Regions from separate parts of the Ovis aries genome. Here region 1 is linked to region 2. A link is a contact called in public Hi-C data. All regions are on one chromosome and are shown on one strand. Each heading gives the region's core, a stretch centred on a gene start, on an enhancer-like site or on the middle of the called end of the contact. The rest is flanking DNA. Distances are from core to core; before and after follow the strand shown. Region 1 holds the start of HPDL (4-hydroxyphenylpyruvate dioxygenase like). Region 2 holds the start of HECTD3 (HECT domain E3 ubiquitin protein ligase 3).

Region 1 (7,372 bases), core at 1,467-3,966, 300 kb after region 2:
TGAGCTTCAACATCAGTCCTTCCAATGAACACCCAGGACTGATCTCCTTAGGATGGACTGGTTGGATCTCCTTGCAGTCCAAGGGACTCTCAAGAGTCTTCTCCAACACTGAAGTTCAAAAGCATCAGTTCTTCAGCACTCAGCTTTCTCTATAGTCCAACTCTCACATCCATACATGACCACTAGAAAAAACCATAGCCTTGACTAGATGGACCTTTGTTGGTAAAGTAATGTCTCTGCTTTTTAATATGCTATCTAGGTTGGTTATAACTTTCCTTTCAAGGAGTAAGCGTCTTTTAATTTCATGGCTGCAGTCACCACCTGCAGTGATTTCGGAGCCCAGAAAAATAAAGTCAGCCACTGTTGCCACTGTTTCCCCATCTATCTGCCATGAAGTAATGGGACTGGATGCCATGATCTTAGTTTTCTGAATGTTGAGCTTTAAGCCAACTTTTTCCCTCTCCTCTTTCACTTTCATCAAGAGGCTCTTTAGTTCTTCACTTTCTGGTGTAAGAGTGGTGTCATCTGCGTATCTGAGGTTGTTAATATTTATCCTGGCAATCTTGATTCCAGCTTGTGCTTCATCCATGTATTATACCATATACTATTTCTTTTAATCATAACAATCCCATGGACTAGGTACTATTATTATTCCTATTTTTACAGATGAAGAAATTAAGGCTCAGAGAGGTTAAGCAACTTGCCCGAAGTTATACAAGTGCTAGTCAGAATTGGAGGTGAATTTTAATACCAGGTCTTAATGGCTTCTGGAGCCCATGTTCTCAAAATCACTGGTGTGTGGAGTAGCACAAAGTGCTTTTCACCGCTAATGACCAGCATCCAGGTACTGACTTACTGACTGTAGGCCTGAACACTCAGCCAGGCCTTTTGCTAAGCCCTGTCTCCTTGTTGCATCCTTCTTCCTCTTGCCAGTGAAACTCAATAATAAGTTGTCACACCAGGCTGCCTGATAAAGGAGTCTCTTTTACAATGCCTCAGACCATAGCATCCGTCCCACTATCTCCCCAACCTTATGCTCCGTGGGTCCCCTGAGGGCTTGTCTCACACTCCTCACTGAGCTTTTGCTTATGCCATCTGCCCTTCTTGGAATGTCCTTCCAATCCCTTCAACAGCTACCAGTGAAGTTCCGAAAGAGTCCTAATTTCCTGAACCCAGGGATCTCACACTGTTCTGAATGACAAGACCAGAAGTGCCCCCACTAAGCTTCTCTGGCCCAGTACCCAATCAAGAAACTGCAAACAGCAGGGAGGGCTTGTTCAATCCTAAGGCTTTCCTGGTGGTTCAGCTGGTAAAGAATCCACCTGCAATTTAGGAGACCTGGGTTCGATCCCTGGGTTGGGAAGATCCCCTGGAGAAGGGAACAGCTACCCGCTCCAATATTCTGGCCTGGAGAATTCTATGGACTATTCCATGGGATCTCAAAGAGTTGGACACAACTGAGTGACTTTCACTTTTCTTTCAATAGAGTCAGGAGGGTGAGAAAGGACACCCATGCAGCTATTCCTTTCAGATCCTGAGCCACTGTTTTTTGTTTTTCCCTCTAAATCTTGTTTAGGACAAGGAGGGTAAACCATATTAAGAGAGAAGTGGGGTTGAAAAAAGAGGTGGAACTGAGAGATTTCCCAAAAGATAGATGCATGTAGTGAAGAAGGAATTCATAGGGCCTGGACTCCATCTTAGGCCTGGTCATGCTGATCATGCTCAGCCGCCTTTCCAATGGACTCTGAACTCTGTGTTTAGTGCCTATGAAAACAACAACAGAAGGATAAGACCCGCTCCAGACAGGGGAACCTTGAAGATCATATCTAGGTTACTCTTTGCCTAAGAGAAAACATACACTAATCACCCCCTTCCTCCATCCAGGCCATAAATTTTTCTGTATCAATCGGAGTGTAACCTCGGGTTTATTGATTATTGGCTAATTGTTTGACTGTTTGAGCATGTGAGCACACAGCACGTGAATGATGGGGTTATTGGGATTGTATTTTCCTTGGTTTATGTAAGTTTCAAGGAATTTGGAGTGGTGGGTTCAGACACATATACATGGGGTATAAAAGATTTTCGCATATGCTGGTCGGGGTCCTTGGCTAAGAGGAGACTCTGCCTTGGGGCCGCCGGTGTAATAAACTGCACCCCACTATCTGCATTGTCCTTCTGAGTGAGTTTGTTTCCTGGAACGTGTGGCTACATTAGGAGCTATATAAATGGTCTATCTTCCTATAACATAAATTTCTCTGCACGACTTTGGAGAAAGAGTGAAAATTTGTAACTTAAAGCATTTTAAGTGTTAGGAACATTAAGACTTAAAAGCAAAATTCTCCAAATATTTTAAGCTAAAGCAGGAAAATTGCTAAGAAATTCCGTGCTTGTAGGGAGAAAATCCGGGCTTTCCCCCCAACTAGAGCTGATTCCCTTTGCTCTGAGGTTGGAACATGAATGGGAGCCCAATGCCTGGAATCTAGTGAAGGCAGCTATTGTGATCTCGAGAGTTGGGGGAAGGGAGAATCAGTGCCCAAGGGTGTGTGGCCCAGACAGAGGCCATGGGAAGGTCAGTGCTCAAGGGTGAGGCCCAGCCAGAGGCCGTGGGAGGGGGCAGTCCTGTGTCCCCGGGTTACCGTCAGCGACACAGGCTGAGCAGAAGGTGGAGCATGGCAGCTGCAGTCACTGGCTCCGCCCCTTCTCCCGCCCCTTCCCTGCCTTGCTTCCACGTGGTTCTCAAAAGCCGCAGCTCAGACTTGGTGGTCCCCAGGCAGCTCCAGTTTGCGGTAGCTCGGAAGCACGAACTGCAAGCCCCCAAGGGGGTCCGTCTGCGGCCTCTGCCAGAAAAAGATCGAGGAAGGTGCTTTGCGGGCAAAATTGGACTCCACAGGCTTTCAACGACAAGACTGAGCGTCTCGGAGTCCTGAACAAGTGAGCATCCCCAGGGAAAGGACAGGCCAGGGTCGCCATCCAGACCGCTATGGCCGCGCCCGTCCGCCGTCTGTGTCATATTGCCTTCCACGTGCCGGCAGGGCTACCCCTCGCCCGGGATCTGCAGCGCCTCTTTGGCTTTCAGCCTTTGGCAGTGCGGGAAGCAGACGGCTGGAGGCAACTGGCTCTGAGCAGCGGCGACGCTGTCTTTTTGGTGAATGAGGGCGCGGGCCCCAGAGAGCCGCTGTATGGCCTGGACCCGCATCATGGGATACCCAGCGCCACAAACCTGTGCTTCGACGTGGCCGACGCGGGTGCTGCCGCCCGGGCGCTGGCGGCGCTGGGCTGCAGCGTGCCGGTGCCCCCTGTCAGCGTGCGAGATGAGCAGGGCGCTGCCACCTATGCCGTGGTCAGCTCGCCGGCAGGCAACCTCAGCCTGACTCTGCTGGAGCGCACTGGCTTCAGTGGGCCCTTCCTGCCTGGCTTTAGTCCTGTACCCTCGGCACCCGGCCCTGGCTGGTTCAGCCACGTGGATCACCTGACCTTGGCCTGCAACCCCAGCAGCTCCCCAAAACTGATGCACTGGTTCCACGACTGTCTAGGCTTTCACCACCTGCCACTGAGTCCAGATGAGGATCCAGAGCTGGGCCTGGAGGTGCCAGCAGGGTCTGGGCTTGGCGGGCTAAGGCTCACCGCTCTGCAGGGCCCTGTCGGCTGCGCTGTCCCCACCCTTGTGCTGGCAGAGTCCCTGCCAAGGGCCACCAGCGGACAGGACCAGGTGGAGCAGTTTCTGGCCCGGAACAGGGGGCCTGGATTGCAGCACGTAGGGCTGTACACACCCAGTATCAAGGAAGCCATTGAAGGGGTGGCAGGGGCTGGGGGTCAGCTTCTGACTCCTCCTAAGGCCTACTACCAGCAGCCAGGCAAGGAGGAGCAGATCCTGGCTGCAGGGCAGGAGCCTAACCTGCTGGCCCAACAGGGAGTCTTGCTAGATGGTGACAGAGGAGAGTTTCTGCTTCAGGTCTTCACCAAGTCCCTGTTTGCGGAGGACACTTTCTTCCTGGAGCTGATCCAGAGACAGGGGGCCACTGGCTTTGGTGAGGGCAACATTCGGGCCCTGTGGCAGTCTGTGCAGGAGCAAGCTGCCAGGGTCCAAGAAGCCTGCAAAGGGCCCAAGCTGGATGCAGCTGGCTGTCCCGGCGCATTGGAAAGTTCAGCATAGGGCCTGCTGGAACTGAGGGACATTCACAGAGGCCTGGAGTAAATGCTTTTGTCTTTAGGGGCTTCCATCTCATCAGTACCTGCCAGAAGCTGAAACTCTCACAGGGGTCCAGAGAGGTGGGATTTTTTAAACTGTGAAGTATTTCTCATATTGTCTGTATCTAATATATAGGCAAAGTGTAAAGAATAGCAGAATTATATGATTAGGAAATTAAACATAATCAGTATTTCTGAATCCTCCTTGTCTTTCTGACCTCATTTCTCTCCACCACACCTCCAATATTATGATTAAAAACTTGTTTTCCTGCAGTGTCGCTCCATATGTAATGTACCCCTAAACAAATGATCTACATCGCAACCCACTCCAGCATTTTTGCCTAGAAAATTCCATGAATAGAGGAGCCTGGTGGGCTACAGTCCATGGGGTCGCCAAAGAGTCACTGAGCACAGGAGTCTAAGGCAAAATAAATTCTCCTCTGTGCTTCCCTGCTCCCTAGGGAGAAGCCACTGCAGGAAGGAGGGGCTGAGTCAGGGCTAAGCCCAACCACCTGCTCTAGGGTGATAACGCAGCTCCAATCAGAGACCTGGCCAGCGAGTGCTGGATGTAAGCCACTGGCAGGGGCTCCCTGCAGCTGCCTTCTCCCTTTCTGGGGTTGGAGGAGGACAGAACACCCCCCTCCTCCATCTGCCCAGGGCTGGCTGGGAGCTCAACAGAAGTCAGCACCAAACAGAGCTCTACCACTTTCTGGGTCCCTCAGAGGTGAGGAATGAAGGGGCTCAGGAGAGGGTGGGAAGCCTCCAGAATGACTACAAAACTAAGTATTTTATTAAACAGGATTCTCAGCAGGGTGGAGGCATCACTGGGCTGCAGTGTTGAGGCTGGGTGCATCAGTGGGGACGTGGGGCCGAAAGAAACTCTCCAGGACTTGCTGGCCTGGACTGGACTTTTTCCGTTTGGACAGGGTGGCCACCTGGGATCTTTTGGAACCCTGTGCAGAAGACAAAGGAAGGAAACAGCGAGTGACAGTAGAGAGTCTTCCTTGCACCTCGCCCCCCCCTCGCACCACTGATCTAGCTCAGATTTTAGCCTTAATACTGTAAAGCTTCCATCCTGTTTCCAGTGTCTAACTCTTCAATCAATCAATTCTTTAAAAGGCAGCCTGAGGTAGTCTTTCTAATAGCCAAATCTGACTCCTCTCTCCACCTAAAATCCTTCAGGGCCTTCATTGGCCTGGGCCAGTCCTGCTAACAACTCCAACTAATCCAACAGCTCACAGGCTGTATGGTACTTCACCTTGGCTCATACAACTCTTGGGCCAGGAAAGAATATCTTTACTGCTGATTCTCCTTCCAAACCTGGAGAAAATGATTTAGTTCTAGGACCTAGATTACCAGCTGCTTCTTCCAAGCATCCATTCCTGATTCTTATCTCCCAGATAGAAATGATAGCTCCCCACTTCATATCCCACAAAACTGAGTACAAACATTTCACACACTGTGACTCTACTGTCCCCATCATTTGCTCCTGTCCCCTCTCTACCTGTAAGGTCTTCAGGTCAAAAACTATTCCTCTTGCCCCAGTGAACTCTGTCATGCAGACTGTTCACCCAAACATGCATCACTTAACTCACTGAAAACCTGTAGATTTGGCCCTGGGGAGAGATGGCTGGGTGAGGGCCAAGAGACTCACCTTGCAGGTGCCAGGCTGTTGGCCCTCATACATGCGGAATACCTACATGAGAAGAGGGAAGTGCAGGGCTGGCATCTTTCCCGCAAAGAGACAAACCTCTGTATTCTACCCTTAACTTCATGCCCCAGCCCTTTTGTTTAAGATATGTTTTTCATTTGTTTACATAGTAACAGGTTTACTCAGAACATGCAGGGAACAGGAAAAAACACAACAAAGACAACAAAGGTAGTGCCTTTTTCATGGCGGTGGAGACGGCTGCAGTGTGAAAGTCCTCCCGGGTCAGCCAGCGAGCACCAGGTGGTACAATGGTCACTGGGGTGTGTTCTTCCAGGACCTGACCGTATACTTGGTATGTCATCTTGATGTGAGAGAAGGTGTGGACCACCTAGGGGGTGCCAAGAGGCTGAAACAGACCTGGAGATGTGGCCACAGAAGCCATCATTCCTGGGCACTTCTCTCCTCACTCACCTGCCCCAGGTGATGAAGGCGCATGTCCGGGAGGGGCCCCACCCAACTCTGTAGTTCCTGCTGCAGGGCCTCCCGCTGATGCTGCCCTGAGGCTTCCGCATTCACACTCACCGATGGGAACTCCCACAGTCCTGCCAGCAGACCTGAGAGGAAGGGCAGCCAGGCGTGGGTGGGGCCTTAGCTGCTGCTGCCTCCATTTCTTCCCTGTTGCTCATGCCACCTCACGGCACTCCCAGGGTCCAGGTACCTGAGTTGGGCCTCTGCACCAGCAGAATGCGGGCACCCCCAAGAGCCTTGGGCTGCTCCAGAACACAGATGGCAGAGCACTCCTCCCTGGGGGGCTTGCGGCTGGCCTTTCTGGGAAAGTTGGTTACTCCCAGGGTTTGGTCCCAGGGCTCTGTGGGAGGCACACACAGCGGGCATTGTCCAGAGTTGGGAGCTGGGAAGAGAGATCAAGAGCCTCACTCAGGCCGAGTGGGCTCAGGTGCCAAGCCCAAAGAGCAGGTCTTTGCCCAGCTCTGTAGAATCTGACTCAGTTGTAGGATGAAAGGGAATGAGGCTGCCACAGGCACCTCCCTGACAGCACAGGGAAGGGCTGGGGCTGCCACTCACCACACTCCTCCACATCACAACTGCCGGGCAGGCTCTGTGAGGCTGAGAGCTGCTCCCGCTCCACCTGAGAGGCACAGACAGGGCAGGATGCCATGGGGCAGTGGTCACTCCCTAGGACCCCTGACTGCCTCCCTTCCTTGGGTGGCTCACCCTCTGGCGTGCCCGGCACAGGCTCTGCACAGGGCAGTGGCTGCAGAGTGGGCGCTGCGGGGTGCACACTATGGCCCCCAACTCCATGGCTGCTTGGTTAAAGTCCCCTGGCCGGGCTGGGTCCACCAGCTGCTGGGCTAGGCTCCTACAAGAAGGGAATATTGCTCTGAGCCAAAGACCCTTTGGAGACACCTTTTCCAATCTTCCCCTTTACGCTAGTATCCTACCAGAGGTGCTGGGAGACAAGAGTGCTGCCAGGATCAGCACCTATGGCTCGGACACGGCACAGCACCCGTATGA
Region 2 (7,848 bases), core at 4,882-7,381:
TTAGCTCCTTCCCAAATTTGAACTCAAATGTCTCCTTGTCCATTCCTTCCATCACTTCCAAGAGCTTCACCTGGGGGTTGAAGAGAGGCAGGAAGGTCAGCTTTTCATTGTGGAGATAGTCTTGTTTTTTTCCTCAGGAAGCTCACAGGAAAGCAGGGGAGGCAGCCAGGCAAGGCGGTTGTTATGCAGGCAGTGAGGGCAGTGGGGGGGTTAGTAGACGGGCTGTGAAGCCCAGCATCAAGACGATGCCTAACCAGCCATGGAGATCAGGGAAGGTGTCCTGGGGGAAGTGGCATCTAAGCTGAGACCCAAAGGATTGGCTGGGAATTGGCTGGGCCACCAAGAAGTCAGGAGAGAGAACATCTTTAAAAAAGGTGGAAAGAGCAAAAGGCCTGAGGAACCTAACCGGGCAAGTGTCCAGAGATACAGGAGTCATGTAAGGCCTTTTCAGACTCTGCATTTTATCCTAAGCCCAGGGTGGCCCATTGAAGGCGTTATGGAGATCAGATGGGTAAGAAGGGAGACATGCAGTCAGTGGCTGGATCAGGAAGGAAGGTGACTAAACCTGAGGGACAGAAGGGAGACGGGAGAGGTGGGCAGATTCCAAAGGCAGATGTGACAGAATGTGGGAGGTGAGGGAGAAAGAAGAGTGAAGAATGACCCTGAGGGGCTTGGCAAGGGGAGGGCTGGGTGGTGGTGCCACTGCGAGAGGGAGCCCTAGAGGGAGAGGATGAAGAGTGTGCTGAGCCCAAGGTGCCATCTTGGGAGAGAAGTCCAGTAGGTAAATGCATATATAGCCCTCGGCTTAGCAGAGAGGCTGGGTCCAGCGATTAGCAGTCCTTTCAGGGTCACCAGAACAGTGACAGGAATCGAAGCTATGGGAGTACATGAGATGGGAGAGGGGAAACACGTGTGGTACGAAAAGGTTCAGGACAGCCTAGGGGTGCAACAAGCTTGAGAGCTGGGCAGAGAAACCTGGTCCAGGCCCCAACTCACCAGCACAGAGTCCACAGCTGGGAAGTCCTTGCTCCAGCTCACCTCCTCACCAGAGAGCTGCTTCCACACAAAACCCGGCAGAGCCAGGACCTGTGGGACAAACACTGCTGTCTTCGTGCCCTGAACTGCCCGGGTTTGGCTGGCTCTTCTTTCCAAGAGCCAGGACTAAGCTGGTTGGGTGCAGATTAGGCTACTCACCAGGAACTCCTTACCCCGAAGGGCAGCCCCCATCAGCTGTCCGATCCACTCATACTTGGCAAAGTCCCGGCAGGAGGGGTTGGGCACATACATGTCCCGGGCCTCGCCTGTGCCATTGCCCTGCCCCCGAGACAGAGCTGTCAGCATGGCCTGTAATGGACCCTCCTGTGTTACCCCAGATGCCTCAACGACTTCCCTGAACACCTTCCACGGAGGGGCCCTGAAGGAGCCCTCTGAACATACAATGGCTCCTTCCCTGCCTGCCCAGAAGCTGCCCCGGGCAGTTCAGTCTCTCCCTGCTCCTTCTCTGGCTTAGTCTGGCACCTGGGAGGTTTGCAGAGACAGAACAGCAGAAACAACTTGGGAGGTAGGGGTGAGGGCTTACCTGGTTGGCCGTTCGTACAAAGAAGGGCAGAGGCACAGGGGTGTCCGCCGAGCTAGGGCACAGTTCTTCTGACATGTCTGCCAAGCTGTCCCGGAAACCACCTCCTGAAAGGACAGACAGATGCTCTCAGTTGAGGCACACAAGAGCCCCAGCCCCCATGAGGGGGTAAGAAGCAAGTCCCCTATCTGGCTTAGCTGGTCACCCCAGATACCCCAACCACTCTCAATACGGCAGGCCTCTTGCTGCTGGCCCTCAAGGCCTCACCTTGGTCAATGATGCCTTCTGCAATGAATTTACACTCCCACCACTGGTCATAGCGCATGGGCCACCTATAAGGAGGGGTAAGTCTCTATCATTACACCGGGCTAGGGCTCAGGATGACCCACCAGCCCAGGGTCCAACCAGGAGTAGGGGCTACAGAGGGGTAACACTGAGGGGTCCAGAGGCAGTGTGTGGGTGGACATGGGTCCATGTGTGGTCCCCTGCCCCCAAGCCATACCTGTAGTCCAGGGGCTTTTCATACTTGTCAGAGGGCTTGAGGCCTTCATAAACCTGGGGCCAGGGAGAAGGGGAGGGAGTTGTGGGAACGTCTGAGACCCGGCCCCACTCTTGCCCAAAGACCTTGCTCAGGCCCCTCCTGGCCCAGCGCCCCCTAGTCCCCCTGCTGACCCGCCCTTGCTCTGACCCCAGGTGGTCCAGACCTGGGTGAAGACAGCGTTCTTGCAGGCGGGATCCCGTAAGGGGCAGGCACGGTGTTCCATGGCGAGGCGCCGGTTGATGTACAGACGTGGCATGAAGCTGGGCTTGCTGCTCTCTGAGTCACGCAGGCACTGGGCCACCAGGCCTGGCCGTTGGCGTGACAGCAGCAGGAACTGCTTCACTTGCTGGTGGGGAGAGGTGGCCAGAGCGGGGCCGGCAGGCAGTCAGCCTCTGACCAGGCCCTGGAACATTTCTCTGTTCCAACCCCACGGGGCCAGTTCAAGCCTACTCTATCCCTGGTCCTTGCTTTCAGTCTCTCCCTTAGTCCAGCCACCAGGGGAAGCTTTCTAAAACCCAACTTTGTCATTACCTGACATAAAAACCCAACTTTGTCTTTACCTGACATAAAAACCCAACTTTGTCTTTACCTTACATAAAAATTTCCCAATGGCTCCACTGACCAGGAACAAAGTCTGGCCCCGGTGCCCTCGGCTACCAGGGCCAGCCTCCTGCCCACCTCCTCCTGCCTCATCCCATGTCACACTCACATCTATGGCTATGCTTCTCTCAAGTCATCCTGAGCAGCTAGGAACTCCCAGTGGGCACCTTTCATACAGCCTGCCCTGTCCATGCTGTCACCTCTCCTCCCCAAGCTTTGTGCATGTCACATACTCTCTGGGAAATAGGACCCTAAACACTAAATTTTGATTATTTGTGTCTTTCTTCCTATGTTCCCAGAGCCTAGCAAAAGTCTAGGCCTAGAGTAGATCTAAGAACTTTCTGATGAAGCGTGAACAACTGCAGAAAGGGGTGCCCACTGCCAAGGCCAGCACTGAGTGAGTCAGGCTCACCTTAATCTCACTAAAGGTGCCCAGCGTGTGGTCCCAGGCAGGTACCAGGTGGTGCAGGACGCTGTCTAAGATCTTTATGAATCTGGGGAGGTTGGGTAAAGATAATTGTGGCTGAAGTCATAGATGTAAGACCCACTCACCACCCCCAACACACAGGGACAGGAGAAGGCAGGGCCCAGGGGCTCTCTGCCTCTTGAAGTGGAATAGCATACAATGTAAGATCTCTTCCACACAGACAAAAGGCTCAGGATGGGGGGTCAGGGGAGGGACTAACTGGCCCAGGACCACAGCCACCTCTGCAGGAGAACAGCTCTGCGGTACAGTACTTCCGGGTCAGTGCCTTCTAGGCGTGGGTATCGCACGAGATTGGTGGGCTGAAACAGGTCTGCATTTAGCCCTAATTCTCGCTGTCTAGAAGACTTGATCTTGACCCCTCGAAGACGCACATCAATCCCGTCATCTGGGGGAAGAGTCAGAGTGAGCTCACTTACGGCGCCTGCTGCCTCTTTGGCCCCGGGACCTGAGAATGGCTCTTCAGTGCTCAGCCTTGTGTCACCCTTTGCCCCTAGAAACTCGGGACCTTTGGGATCCCCTTCTATCGCCCGATTCTGACGATTATATTCTGTGCTAGTTCCTCCGTCCACCACTATAATATGGGGATGCCTGAAGGTCCCAACTCCATTCCTCTTCCAGGTGAGCCCAAGCACTTCTATGGCTTTAAGGCAGGCTTATACCCGGCACCATCCCGTTGGCTTGGGCCCCAAAGCTTCAGATCTTGGCGTTAGTTCAGCTGTCACCTTTATCCCAACTCCAAGTCCATCTCCTTCACTCCACACTCACTGCCAGCTAACCCCCATCTACATGCTGGGGCTCCCTTTCCCTCCTTATGGCCTTAAGCCCCACCTCGGCACTCGACGATGCGGATCTCGATGATTGGGAGGTGGACAGTCATGTCCTCCAGGACACAGACGTCCCCGATCAAGGTCCTGAGGGGATGAACATGGGGAACTTTGGAAACCCCTTGTCTTCAGGGGTTGCTGGGGTCACAGTCCACCTTACGCCTCCAAGCTGGGTCAGATCCTGCTGCCAGGATCATGTCCCACCTCCCAGCCCAGATCAGCTCACTCACTCGTCAATGCTCACGTCACTCAGCTTCTTCAGGTTGTCCCCTTCACCCCCATAGACCACCACCCGCTTAGGCATAAAGTTGTCATCTGTGGTATCCACCGTCAGTAGTAGTTTCCTGAGGGTTAAGAGGGTGCACATGTGTCTTTACACTCACAGGTACGTGGCTCACCCACCCTGTTGTGTTCAGAGCCCACTCACTTGACAATGGTGCCCTTTTTCATGGTCAGCCGTACCCAGTGCTGGCACTGGGACCCATCGCTCTCCCAGTACGTGTCCGCGTTGCTGTCTGTCAGGCAGGACACATTGAACTCCTCCTGGGGAGGGTAGAGAGGTGGATGGGCCAGGGAGCACAAGAGAGAAAGCACAGTGGAGCTGAGCTGGAAATCCATCTGGTAAGGGTGGAAGTGTCGAGGGATTCCTATAGGACTTCCAAGACTGGGGGGGTGGACTGAGTCTGGCCTGTGGGGATTCAGGTTTGGCTGTGGCTTAGAGGTAAGAGTTCTGAATCTAGCAGGATGTTACTACATCTTGCTTGGGGTGGGAGGAGTCCCAGCACCCACCGTGTAGGAGGAAACGTCTATGCTCTCCACATACTGCTTCACGCTACCCAGGTTCTCATCCTCCTTGCCCAGGTGGTCGTACAAGAAGTGGATCAGGTCCTCGTCGCACTCGTAGGTCCACGTCGGGGGCACATAGCTAAGCGACCCCAAGTCCCTAATTAGGTCGGGCCCAGACCTGGAGCTCCTTCCTCCCCAGCCCATCCCAGCTTACTCACAGTAGCCTTTGTACAGCTTCAGTGTATGCCTCGGCCGGCTGAGGCCTTGATCCCAGGCGATGTGAGTATGTCAAGTCCACCACCTGTTCCCATCTGTGCGCGCAGAATGGGGAACGGGATATGGAGACCTCAGCGGGCGGCAGAAGACCCTGGAGCCTTCTCCAGCGCTCTGGCTCCTCTAAACCATGCCTCCAGAAGCCCCACCCCAGCTCCCTTTAGGTCCCGCCCTTTTTGCTGTCAATCCTATCAGATCACACCGCCCGGGCTGTGCCAGTCTAGGGCCTGGCAGTCGGCCAGCAGCCCCACCCATCCCAGCGCAGGACCTGAGCACCGGGCGGTAGTCCACTCCGAAGAGCTGCTGCTGCCGCTGGAGGTGGTCTGGAGTGTCGATGGGTACCAGGCGGGCCCCGCCCTCGGCTGGGCGGCACACCAGGAGCCAGCCTTCGTCCAGCCCGCAGTCGCCCAGGTGTTCCGCCAGCTGCTCCTGCCGGGACGCACCAGACGAGGACAGCCGTCAGGGAACTGCCAGCGGCCCGCCCTGCCCAGCCCAGGGCGAAGGGCACCGGACGCTAAGTCAGCTCGATATGGGGGGTGGGGTGGGGAACAGCCAGGGGCTTCCCTGGCCCCGGGGTCTTTTGCACCTTGGTCAGCTTCACCCAGAGCCCGTGGCCGTTGCACAGCTCTTCGCCTGTGGTGCGCACGCAAGCGCCGCGCCGCAGCTCGATGCTGTCGCGGGCCGCGCGGAGGGCCCCAGAGCCGGTACCGGGGGCCGGGCCCGTGGCTCCCACACGCAGCCCCAGGCCTTCCGCCTCCCACACCGGCAGCAGCACGCGCGACGGTCCCGCCGGGTCCTTGTAAAGCTTGTAGAGCACCTCGCGCGGCACGAAAGCTAGCGCCGCCGGCAGCGGCCGCCCGGCACGGAGGCTCTTCGCTGCCTCCGCCAGAAAGCGTACACGGCCCAGCAGCTGTCGCGGGGACTCTAGCGCCGCGCCCGGACCCGGGCCAGCCATGGCGGTATGGCCCAGGGAAGCCCCGGGGCGATCCGGGCGCAGGAGATTCGGCAGAACCAGCAGACAGAGCTTCCCACCACCTTTAGCCCCGCCCTCGACCAGCCTTCGCCGTAAGTTCTGGACTAAGCGCACCTCATGTGTCGCCGTATTGTTCTGTGTACTTGGGTACTAAATCCTGTTATTTATTTCTGTGCCTTCCACTCAGTCAGCCAGACCCAAGTTCCGAAGTTTCTACCTGATCAATCTCCCCACTCCATTCCCATTGCTACTGCTCTCCTTTAAGCCACCATCCATCCTATCGAGCCCGAGCCCGAAACGCTATTCCTTCGACCTCCTGGAGCTTCCCTGCTCCCAGTGAGCCTCACTACAACCAACTGAATGTGTTAGCTATCCTGTCAGGTTTCCCATCCTAGGACGAGTGTGACTAAAATGTTTGGGAAAATGATCCCTCCCCAGCCTGGCTGCTGATGGGACTCTTGAGTCATTTAGACTTGTTCCTAGTGGTTACTCTTAACCTCAGGGCACTGGGGATCATTATCCAGTTTCTCCCAGTAATCCTAAACCAAATGAGAGGAAAGGCCAACGTGGCAAAAGAGGAGGCAAAAACAAACAAACCACGTACAGAAGTTGTTTAGTTCAGTCGTTCAGTCGTGTCCGACTCCCTGTGACCCCATGAATCGCAGCATGCCAGGCCTCCCTGTCCATCACCAACACCTGGAGTTCATCCAAACTCATGTCTATCGAGTCGGTGATGCCATCCAGCCATCTCATCCTCTTTCGTCCCCTTCTCCTCCTGCCCCCAATGCTCCTGCCCCATCTCCTCCTGATGCTGGGAGGCCAGCATCAGGGTCTTTCCCAATGAGTCAACTCTTTGCATGAGGTGGCCAAAGTATTGGAGCTTCAGCTTCAGCATCAGTCCTTCCAATGAACACCCAGGACTGATCTCCTTTAGAATGGACTGGTTGGATCTCCTTGCAGTCCAAGGGACTGCAAGAGTCTTCTCCAACACCACAGTTCAAAAGCATCAATTCTTCGGTGCTCAGCTTTCTTCACAGTCCAACTCTCATGTCCATACATGACCACTGGAAAAACCATAGCCTTGACTAAACGGACCTTTATTGGCAAAGTAATGTCTCTGCTTTTTAATATGCTGTCTAGTGTTGGTGATGGACAGGGAGGCCTGGCGTGCTGCGATTCATGGGGTCTCAAAGAGTCGGACTGAGCGACTGAACTGAACTGAGTGATGTATAATCACGGAGGAAAAGGAAAATTTGTCCCACCCCCACCCTTGTTTATTGAAAAGTTTACTGAGATGTAACTCATATCATATAAAGTGTACAAATCACTGTTTTTTAAATATAACATAAATTTTTAATAGTAAATAATAACAAATTTTGCAATCTTGGCCGTTTTTTTAAAGTGTACAATTATCTATTTCCAAAACTTTTTTGTCACCCCAAACAGGAAACTCTGTATCCTTAAGCAATAACTCCTCCTTGTCCCCACTCCCTAGTCCCTGGGGACTAATCTGCTAAAGCTCTAATCTACTTTTTGCCTCTATGAATTTGCCTATTCTAGATATTTCATGTAAGTGGAATGATACAGTATTTGCCATTTTGTGTCTTATTTCACTCAGCATAATGTTACAACAATGTTGTTGCATGTATCAGGATTTTATTTTTATGGCTGAATAATGTTCCATTGTATAAATACACTACATTTTGTTTATCCATTCATTGTTGAGGGACACTTGGGTGGAAACTTTGTTTTGATGTAGTTATCAAATAAAGGTATCAGGAAATAAAT

Evidence for each region. A called contact is a pair of places that touch in the nucleus more often than the background predicts.
Region 1: a contact with region 2 is called in a Hi-C map of tail adipose tissue, with 6 times the contacts expected there. The contact joins the promoter of HPDL here to the promoter of HECTD3 in region 2. A contact is called at or near these places in 13 of 16 Hi-C or Micro-C datasets (blood, hypothalamus, liver and 6 more).

Annotation. Positions count from the first base shown.
Region 1 is chr1:19,963,472-19,970,843 of ARS-UI_Ramb_v3.0, forward strand. HPDL (4-hydroxyphenylpyruvate dioxygenase like) reads left to right here and starts at 2,717. Exons shown (of 1, transcript XM_004001909.5): 1 at 2,717-4,387. The coding sequence starts at 2,981. The coding sequence ends at 4,153. MUTYH (mutY DNA glycosylase) reads right to left here. Exons shown (of 17, transcript XM_060405296.1): 10 at 7,300-7,372; 11 at 7,073-7,217; 12 at 6,923-6,986; 13 at 6,558-6,749; 14 at 6,311-6,453; 15 at 6,075-6,227; 16 at 5,843-5,884; 17 at 4,957-5,141. The coding sequence ends at 5,010.
Region 2 is chr1:19,655,293-19,663,140 of ARS-UI_Ramb_v3.0, forward strand. It overlaps HECTD3 (HECT domain E3 ubiquitin protein ligase 3), which reads right to left and starts at 6,132. Exons shown (of 21, transcript XM_015091944.3): 1 at 5,674-6,132; 2 at 5,356-5,516; 3 at 5,033-5,125; 4 at 4,818-4,953; 5 at 4,456-4,571; 6 at 4,259-4,372; 7 at 4,033-4,115; 8 at 3,424-3,589; 9 at 3,130-3,211; 10 at 2,281-2,463; 11 at 2,079-2,131; 12 at 1,844-1,908; 13 at 1,580-1,683; 14 at 1,195-1,314; 2 more. The coding sequence starts at 6,042.